Linked DNA regions of Rattus norvegicus: region 1 is linked to region 2. Evidence: chromatin contacts called from public Hi-C data. All regions are on one chromosome and are shown on one strand. Each heading gives the region's core, a stretch centred on a gene start, on an enhancer-like site or on the middle of the called end of the contact. The rest is flanking DNA. Distances are from core to core; before and after follow the strand shown. Region 1 overlaps Fhad1 (forkhead associated phosphopeptide binding domain 1). Region 2 overlaps Efhd2 (EF-hand domain family, member D2).

What was found. A called contact is a pair of places that touch in the nucleus more often than the background predicts.
Region 1: a Hi-C map of the A7r5 cell line shows a contact between it and region 2, with 3 times the contacts expected there. The contact joins two enhancer-like sites. A contact is called at or near these places in 12 of 12 Hi-C or Micro-C datasets (the A7r5 cell line, the Rat2 cell line, Schwann cells and 7 more) and 1 of 1 datasets of contacts at active chromatin or transcription factors (oligodendrocytes).

Annotation. Positions count from the first base shown.
Region 1 is chr5:159,539,755-159,543,389 of GRCr8, forward strand. It overlaps Fhad1 (forkhead associated phosphopeptide binding domain 1), which reads right to left. Exons shown (of 33, transcript NM_001044268.2): 11 at 999-1,106. Among named protein-coding and RNA genes, the nearest start is that of Fhad1, 52 kb to the right of the region's middle. Within about 2 kb of position 1,792, at least 10 of the 93 cell types and tissues checked have an H3K27ac peak or open chromatin away from gene starts, as enhancers often do. A contact at or near this core is called in the A7r5 cell line, where this site is marked.
Region 2 is chr5:159,451,363-159,454,752 of GRCr8, forward strand. All of the region lies in intron 1 of Efhd2 (EF-hand domain family, member D2), which reads right to left. It overlaps LOC120103027 (a long non-coding RNA gene), which reads right to left. Exons shown (of 2, transcript XR_005505082.2): 1 at 3,071-3,390; 2 at 825-2,957. Among named protein-coding and RNA genes, the nearest start is that of Efhd2, 6.9 kb to the right of the region's middle. Within about 2 kb of position 1,634, at least 34 of the 93 cell types and tissues checked have an H3K27ac peak or open chromatin away from gene starts, as enhancers often do. A contact at or near this core is called in the A7r5 cell line, where this site is marked.

The DNA.
Region 1 (3,635 bases), core at 542-3,041, 89 kb after region 2:
TTGAGGTAAACAGACAGTGAGAAGGCCGGGAGGCAGGAGGAGGGCTGATTCCCTCCCCCTGGAGTCTATGCATAGAGCTGTCTCATGATCCTTTAGGTGACCGAGCTTGGAACTGAAATGGAGGTCTCTGGACAAGAAGCATGGAACACTCAGTTCAGGTGTACTGGTGGGCGGGGGGTGCTACCAGGCAGCAAAGGAGATGAGGGGGCAGCACAGGGACCATGTGACAGACAAGGGACTGAGGACCTACTAGAGAAATCACAGTGTGATGGGTTATTTGATGACAAGCTTTAAAGTCTGTCTGATGATCACCATTTGATTGAGTCTACCTCACATGTCCCGAGTGTGGGGACCAAGCCTGATTACACAACCTGGTTAGGGCTTGGATTGCCATAGAAATAGAAATTGTGTGGCTTTGATGCAGGACAAGATGGAATTATGGTTTTTAGTATTTTTTTGAGGTGACTAACCGCCCTTCTGAGACCCTGCTACAGTAGAGTAGATGCCCCTCCCAGACACAGAAGCATCTCAGAATACAAAGTGTGCCTTGAGCACCACCAGGTGGGGGGTTGGCAGAGATTCCCAACCTAAAGTGGATGTCCTGGGTTGCTTAGGCCTCTGCTCTTGGCTTTTCATTGGCTCTCCCCTCCTGCCCAGCCAGGCGAGGACTCTCTCTCTACCCTGACCAGGATCACCTCTGTCTAGCATGGACTTTATATACTCAGGGCTTTCTTTCTTTCTTTTTTTTTTCCCGGAGCTGGGGACCGAACCCAGGGCCTTGCACTTGCTAGGCAAGTTCTCTACCACTGAGCTAAATCCCCAACCCGGCTTTCTTATTTAAAGAAGAGGCATGTCCTTATGACCACCAAGAAAAGACCAGGATAAATGCATCACACCCTGTTCCGCCCCACCCCGCTCTGACACCGGAATTGGCTGCCTGGGTGTAGGAGATCCCCAGGGAACGTGGTCCAGCAAGGGGGGCTGCGGAACGCTCCTACCTGGCCTACTGCCCTTTCCAAATTCATTTTAATGAGGTTCTCTCTGTTCCCCATTTCTTGCAGCTGAAGCAATTTCCTTCTGGAATCTTCCTGAAGCTTCTCTTCAACCTGAAAGGATGATCAGAGCATGTGCTAGCTGCTGCTAAAGTGGCCGTGAGGCAGCCTCGGGGAGAGCCCTCTGTGAGATCCAATGGCTGGAGGTAGGGGGTGTCCCAGGGCAGCCCACACGGAGCAGGGGTCTACAGGGAGTCTGGTGAGGAAGCCCTCTAATGAGGCTTCGCCGCCCCCCCCACCCCCCCCCGGGGCCAAGCACCAGGCTTTCTTTACTCCCTGGGCTGGGCTGAGTTAGACCTACCCCAAGCCTGAATCTGAGGGCAGTCCCTACTAGGTCATGTGACTTCAGGGGGTTGTTTTGTTGGTCTGTGACTCGGTGTTTCACGGGGGTGGGGGTGGGGGGACTAGGACTGTCTTGAGTTACCGTGGGGTTAAGAGTGTTTGGAGTAGTGATGAGATTTTATAACTGCTCTGGGTGCGTTACTGTTGGCTGTTACTTGTAAAACTGCAAGATAAACCACCGACCACTATTCTCATACTTTGAGTCCGCAGGGGGCTTCGTAAATGTTGTTATTAGGAAGGCTGTTCTGAATAAGTCATCAGTGGGGACCACTCGGGGAGGTCAGCCAAGCAACACTTTGAAAGAGATGGAACTTGCGGAAGGAATTCAAAAGGGATGGGGGTCTGGGGCGTGGCTACTTACTCCCTCAAAAGTGCTCAATGCTACCCTCTGCTGGCCATCAGATGCACTGCATCCCTATTCACCACCACTTTTTCCAAATCAGTAGATGTGAGACAGAAAGGGCTTCTGGAGGGCCTGTTCATCCGTGATTATAATGCATTTAGAACACACTCACTCCTCATTACCCCTCTGCTCCCTCCCACATCTGTCCCTTCCTCTTCCTGACTTGTCTGTCCCACTTCCCTGGGGACCACGGCTCTAGCCCTGTATTAGAGGTAGGGGTATGTCTTTAAAGGAAGGGGTTTCATGCTGAAGCAGCCTCGCAAGCCTCTTATTGGGGTCTGGAGAGGGGTGCACCCCAAATGTACACTCCAGCACTTTCTCCAGAGCCCCGTGGGGCAGCGAAGAGCCTCTCAGACTCAGGCTGCCTGAGAAGCCTGCTCACAGCTTTGGTCCTCAATGCTTGTCCTGCAGGTCCTCCCAGCTCTAATTAAGGAGGCTGGAATTCAGTGCCTGGCCTTGGACCTGCTCTGTATCCCCAACTTAGTGTTCTCCTCCCTTCTTCCCAGCTCAAAGCCGCAGAACCAGCCTCAGTCACAGCCCAGCCCCGCCCTGGCCCTTAAGTGTCCTGCCTGCCCTGTCCCTCCATTGCTGCCACACAGAAGAGATACTTAGGAGTGGATTTAGTCCTCAGAGGTTTATTAGGTCCCCATCCTGTATACGACCTCGGGCTGGGCACTGATGACCTTTGCTCTCCTCTCCTCCAATTTATTTCCTTCTAGAGCATTCTTGACGGTGCTGCTGGGACCCACCCAGACATGAGCAAGGGCGTCTGAATCAGCTTCCTCCCATAAGCCCTAGATGACCAAAGTGCTTAGGGACACCCAGTTTTAAATTCACACCCTGGCTCAGTGGAGGGGGTGGGCTTTCAATTGAATTTAAAAATACCATTTTATTTTTAAATATGACTATGGAGGATTTGAATTTTAAAATGAATTTAATTTCAGTTTCCATTTCTAGTCACGTGTGACTAGAGGCGGTGTCGCCCGCAATGATGAGTCCCGTAAATGAGGCTTCTGGCATGGTTTTTACCCCTCTCTGAGCGTATGCTTTCACACAAACTATTCTGCTCCGAGATGCTCCCTCAACCTTTGCGTCCTCATCTGTCAAATGGGTACAACAGCTTCCAGGTCCAGTGGGCTGAGAGAACAGACAGCAATGACTGTTGCAATGCCATAGTCAGCTCTGATCTCCACATTCAGAACTGGCCACCAACCCAGTGCAGTCATTGCCTCAGTCACGGGCCTCCAGCAGCTTCTCTCTGCCTTCAGTACATAGCCCAGGCTCCAGTCTTTTTTTTTTTTTTTTTTTTTTTTCAGAGCTGGGGACCGAACCCAGGGCCTTGCGCTTCCTAGGTAAGCGCTCTACCACTGAGCTAAATCCCCAGACCCCAGGCTCCAGTCTTAATGAAAGAAACTGTGAGTCAAAGGGAAAGGAAACCTCAACAAACGGCAGGGAGGCTGGCTACATAATAACCAACCGGGTAGTAATAGTAATTACGTAATAGACTTACAGGGAAAACAATAGTCTATAGAATGCTAGGGAGGTCAGTCAATGGAGAGATCAATGCACAGTCAAAATATGATCCAGAGGGCTGGAGAGATGGCTCAGTGGTTAAGAGCACCGACTGCTCTTCCTGAGGTCCTGAGTTCAAATCCCAGCAACCACATGGTGGCTCACAACCATCTGTAATGAGATCTGATGCCCTCTTCTGGTGTGTCTGAGGGCAGCTACAGTGTACTCATACAATAAAATAAAATCTTAAAAAATAAATTAAAAAAAAATATGATCCAGAAAGGGGAGTAACACATACACACAGAGACATGCACACATGCACATAC
Region 2 (3,390 bases), core at 384-2,883:
GTGACCCTGGGGGAGGTGACCATTCCCCAAAGGCCCTAAAGGTGTACATGGGTGACTAGTTCACAGGACTGACCTGAGAGAAAAGTCGACTGCATACTCACCCTGTATTCAAAACCCAACCCTGCCTCTGTTGGTTGGGTGGCCCTGCTGGGGTCACCTGACCCCAAGAACCCCACTTTCACCATGTCTACCACGCAGATTAAAGAGCCCACTCTGAAAGTGAGGCAAGGATTGCGAGATGATTCAAGTTGGCTCTCAGCACAGGGCCAGACACACAGTAGGAGCTTAATACCTTAAAACCGGCCATTGCCATCAAGATCATACACCAGATGCTACACTGAGCATTTCACATCCTTACTATGAAAACGGCAGTGACGTTGGGTTAATAAAAACCACCCTGGAGGCCCAAAGCACTGCTGCTCAATCATGAGGACCGGGTTTCAGCACCCGGGCCACCCAGCTTGTTCACAAGCACCTGTAACGCCAGCGCCACAGCGTCTGTCGCCCTCTTCTGGCCATCCCCGGTACTGCATCACATAATGCACGGACACAGTCAGGTGCGCACACGGACACAGAACACTAAATTATAAGAGAAAAACAGGACAAAAGTCCCCGCTACGCTGGAGCTGGGTGTGATGACCCTTGTCAATAATCTCAGCACCTGGAAGATTAAGGCAGGAGGATTGCAGTGAGTTTGAGGTCAGCTAGGTTTGCATAAGAGTTTTCGAGTCGGGTTGGGGATTTAGCTCAGTGGTAGAGCGCTTGCCTAGCAAACGCAAGGCCCTGGGTTCGGTCCCCAGCTCCGAAAAAAAGAAAAAAAAAAGTTTTCGAGTCTAGGTAAGGCGGTCGTACAAACAAACCCATGCTGGCTTCTCCAAGGGGTCTAGGCCTAGCTCCCTACAGAATTGGGAGGAGTGGAGTGACCTGAGGGGTAGGAAGTCAGACTGGATAGATGGCCAAGGGGCTTAGCATTCTCTCCCCCTTCTAGGCTTGACTTAAAGATCCAGCACCTTAGGGGGTCTGGCTAAACTGTAGGGGACTGGAGCCTTAAGCAGGTAGCCCCTGGTCGCCCTGCTTTCCTCCCTGTAAGGGGGTAACAGTGGAGACTGTCCCCACACCTCCAAGCAAGTGAACAACTGTGGGAAATGATGGTGTTCTCATGAGAGAGGCGAGGCTGGGGAGGCCCTCTCATCCTGCTGCCTTTCTTTCTGAGCTGGAAATGAGGCTCCAGGAGGCTCCGAGGATACAGGAAGGAAAGGTTGGCCCTCAGGGTTCATCCACCTAGCCTGGCCCACCAGCTTATGGAGGAAAATTGGGGCCCAGGGCAGGGGAATGATAATTCCACACAGCAGGTGGGATATTACTAGCTGGACTCCTCCCTCTGACTCCCACTTCCTCATAGGCCTCTGGGGCTGGGCCTGATGCTCCCCTTGGGGGCTCTTGGGCCTGGTTCAGGAAAGCCAATGTCACCAAGCTCTGATAACAAAACTCAGGCTTTGGAGCTCAGCACCTTTTCTCAACATCCGAGGGACAGGACGGCAACGACGGCAACGACGTTGTGGCTGCCTGGCACCCAGCCCACATTCCAGCCTCCCTCCCCATGCATAGTTCACACCAGGGGAGGGCTCAGCAGCTGCTGCCCTGGATGTGACAAAAAAGATCCCTCCCATCCACCCTCCCTCCAGCTGCCACCCAGGCTGACCCTGTCTTTAGGTCTGAATGCGATCTTATTCAGCCGCTCTCCCCCATCTCTGTCTGTCCTCGCCCTCCGTCCTGATAACCCCGAGTCACAAGGGTGGCATTCTCCCTCCAGACATCCTTTTCGAGGAGGCTCAGGCAGAAAGAAAGTGCACTGGCCAAGGTCAGCATGGGTGCAGGTGGGGTCCAACTGTGATAAAACAAAACAAAACAAAACCACACTATATCCGGCTGCCTCCAGACGCTGGGTTGGAGAGTCCCAGGGATAGAAAGGGTAGTGAGTGGAGGTCACTTCAGCCAGCCCGGCCGGCCGTAAGGGCCAAACTCCCAATGTGGTTTTTCCCTGCTTGGTGCCTTGAATTCCTCTGAGGACAGAGGGCTCACTGTTCCCTCAGGTAGGCAGCCCTCGCTCCCCCAGCCCCAGCCCTGCTGTGCTGGCTGAAGCGAAGCCATTATCACAGCTGTTGCCCCAGCAAAGGGGTACAGGGAACTAACCACATTCTGTCCCTTCTGGCACCCAGCCCAGGCCTGTGTTGCTGCTTCCAAATGGCCACAGGAGGATCGACTGCTGAAGGGACGCTGGTCTCAGCAGCCCCCCAGTCTCCGGCCCCCAGTCTCCGTGCTCTCTTATTACCATGAATATCAGGGGTTTAGGGACCAAGTAGTGTGCAGTGCTCACAGGCCCTCCTCTCCTGTTTTCCAGAAGGTCCAGTGAGAGCCTACAAGCTGAGAGCTACTTGCCAGAGAGCTGCCAAGACTCAGGGTTGTCTTAACCTCAAGTTTGACACCACCCACGGGCTGAGCCAAGGTGGCGATGTGGGAGCGTCTTGCCGTCGCTCTATTCTCCGCCCACCTTTAATAATCACTTATGATACCGACTATGAATATAACCCAATGTTGTTACCCACTCTTGACTCCATTCACAGTACTCCTGAAGAGATCACACAGACAAAGTCACCTGCCCGCCGTCACCAGGAAGGGAAATGGAAGTAGACAGACTGGCCTTGTACTTTCTCTTTCTTGGTCTCTTTCTGTGATGCTGGGGATTAACCCCAGGGTCCCATGCATGCTGAGGTCTTGCAGAGTGGCCCAGGCTGGTCTCGAACCTACTTTGCAGCACAGGCTGGCCTTGAGTTTTTCTATCCCCCTGCCTCAGGCGCCTGAGCAGCTGGGATGACAGGCCAGTGCCACCAGAATTGGGAAGCACTTGGGGAGATGCATTTTCTGATAGCTCCAGGTTACGAGTGAGACATGAAGGCCTGTGGACCACGTGAGGGAGAAATCAGGGTAGGGAGATAGACCCCCAATGAAGAGACTGCCTCTGCCTCTCACTAGCTGTGGACCCTAATCATCTGAGACTCAGCCTCCCTACCTGTGAAATGGCCGGTAGTATCAGGAAGGGAGCCAGCAGGACTGGAGAGATGGCTCAGTGTGGTTAAGAGCACTTGCTGTTCTCGCAGAGGACCTGGGTTCAATTCCCAGCACCCATATGGAAACTTCCACTGTGTATAACTCCAGTTTGGGGAATGCAATATCCTCCAAAGGCAAAACACCAATAATAATAATAATAATAATAATAACAACAATAACAATAAGTAGTAATAGTAGTAGTAGTAGTAGTAGTAGTAGTAGTAAGAAGAAGAAGAAGAAGAGAGTCAAGATCCTGCTACCCAGTGGGTCAACTGAGGCCTC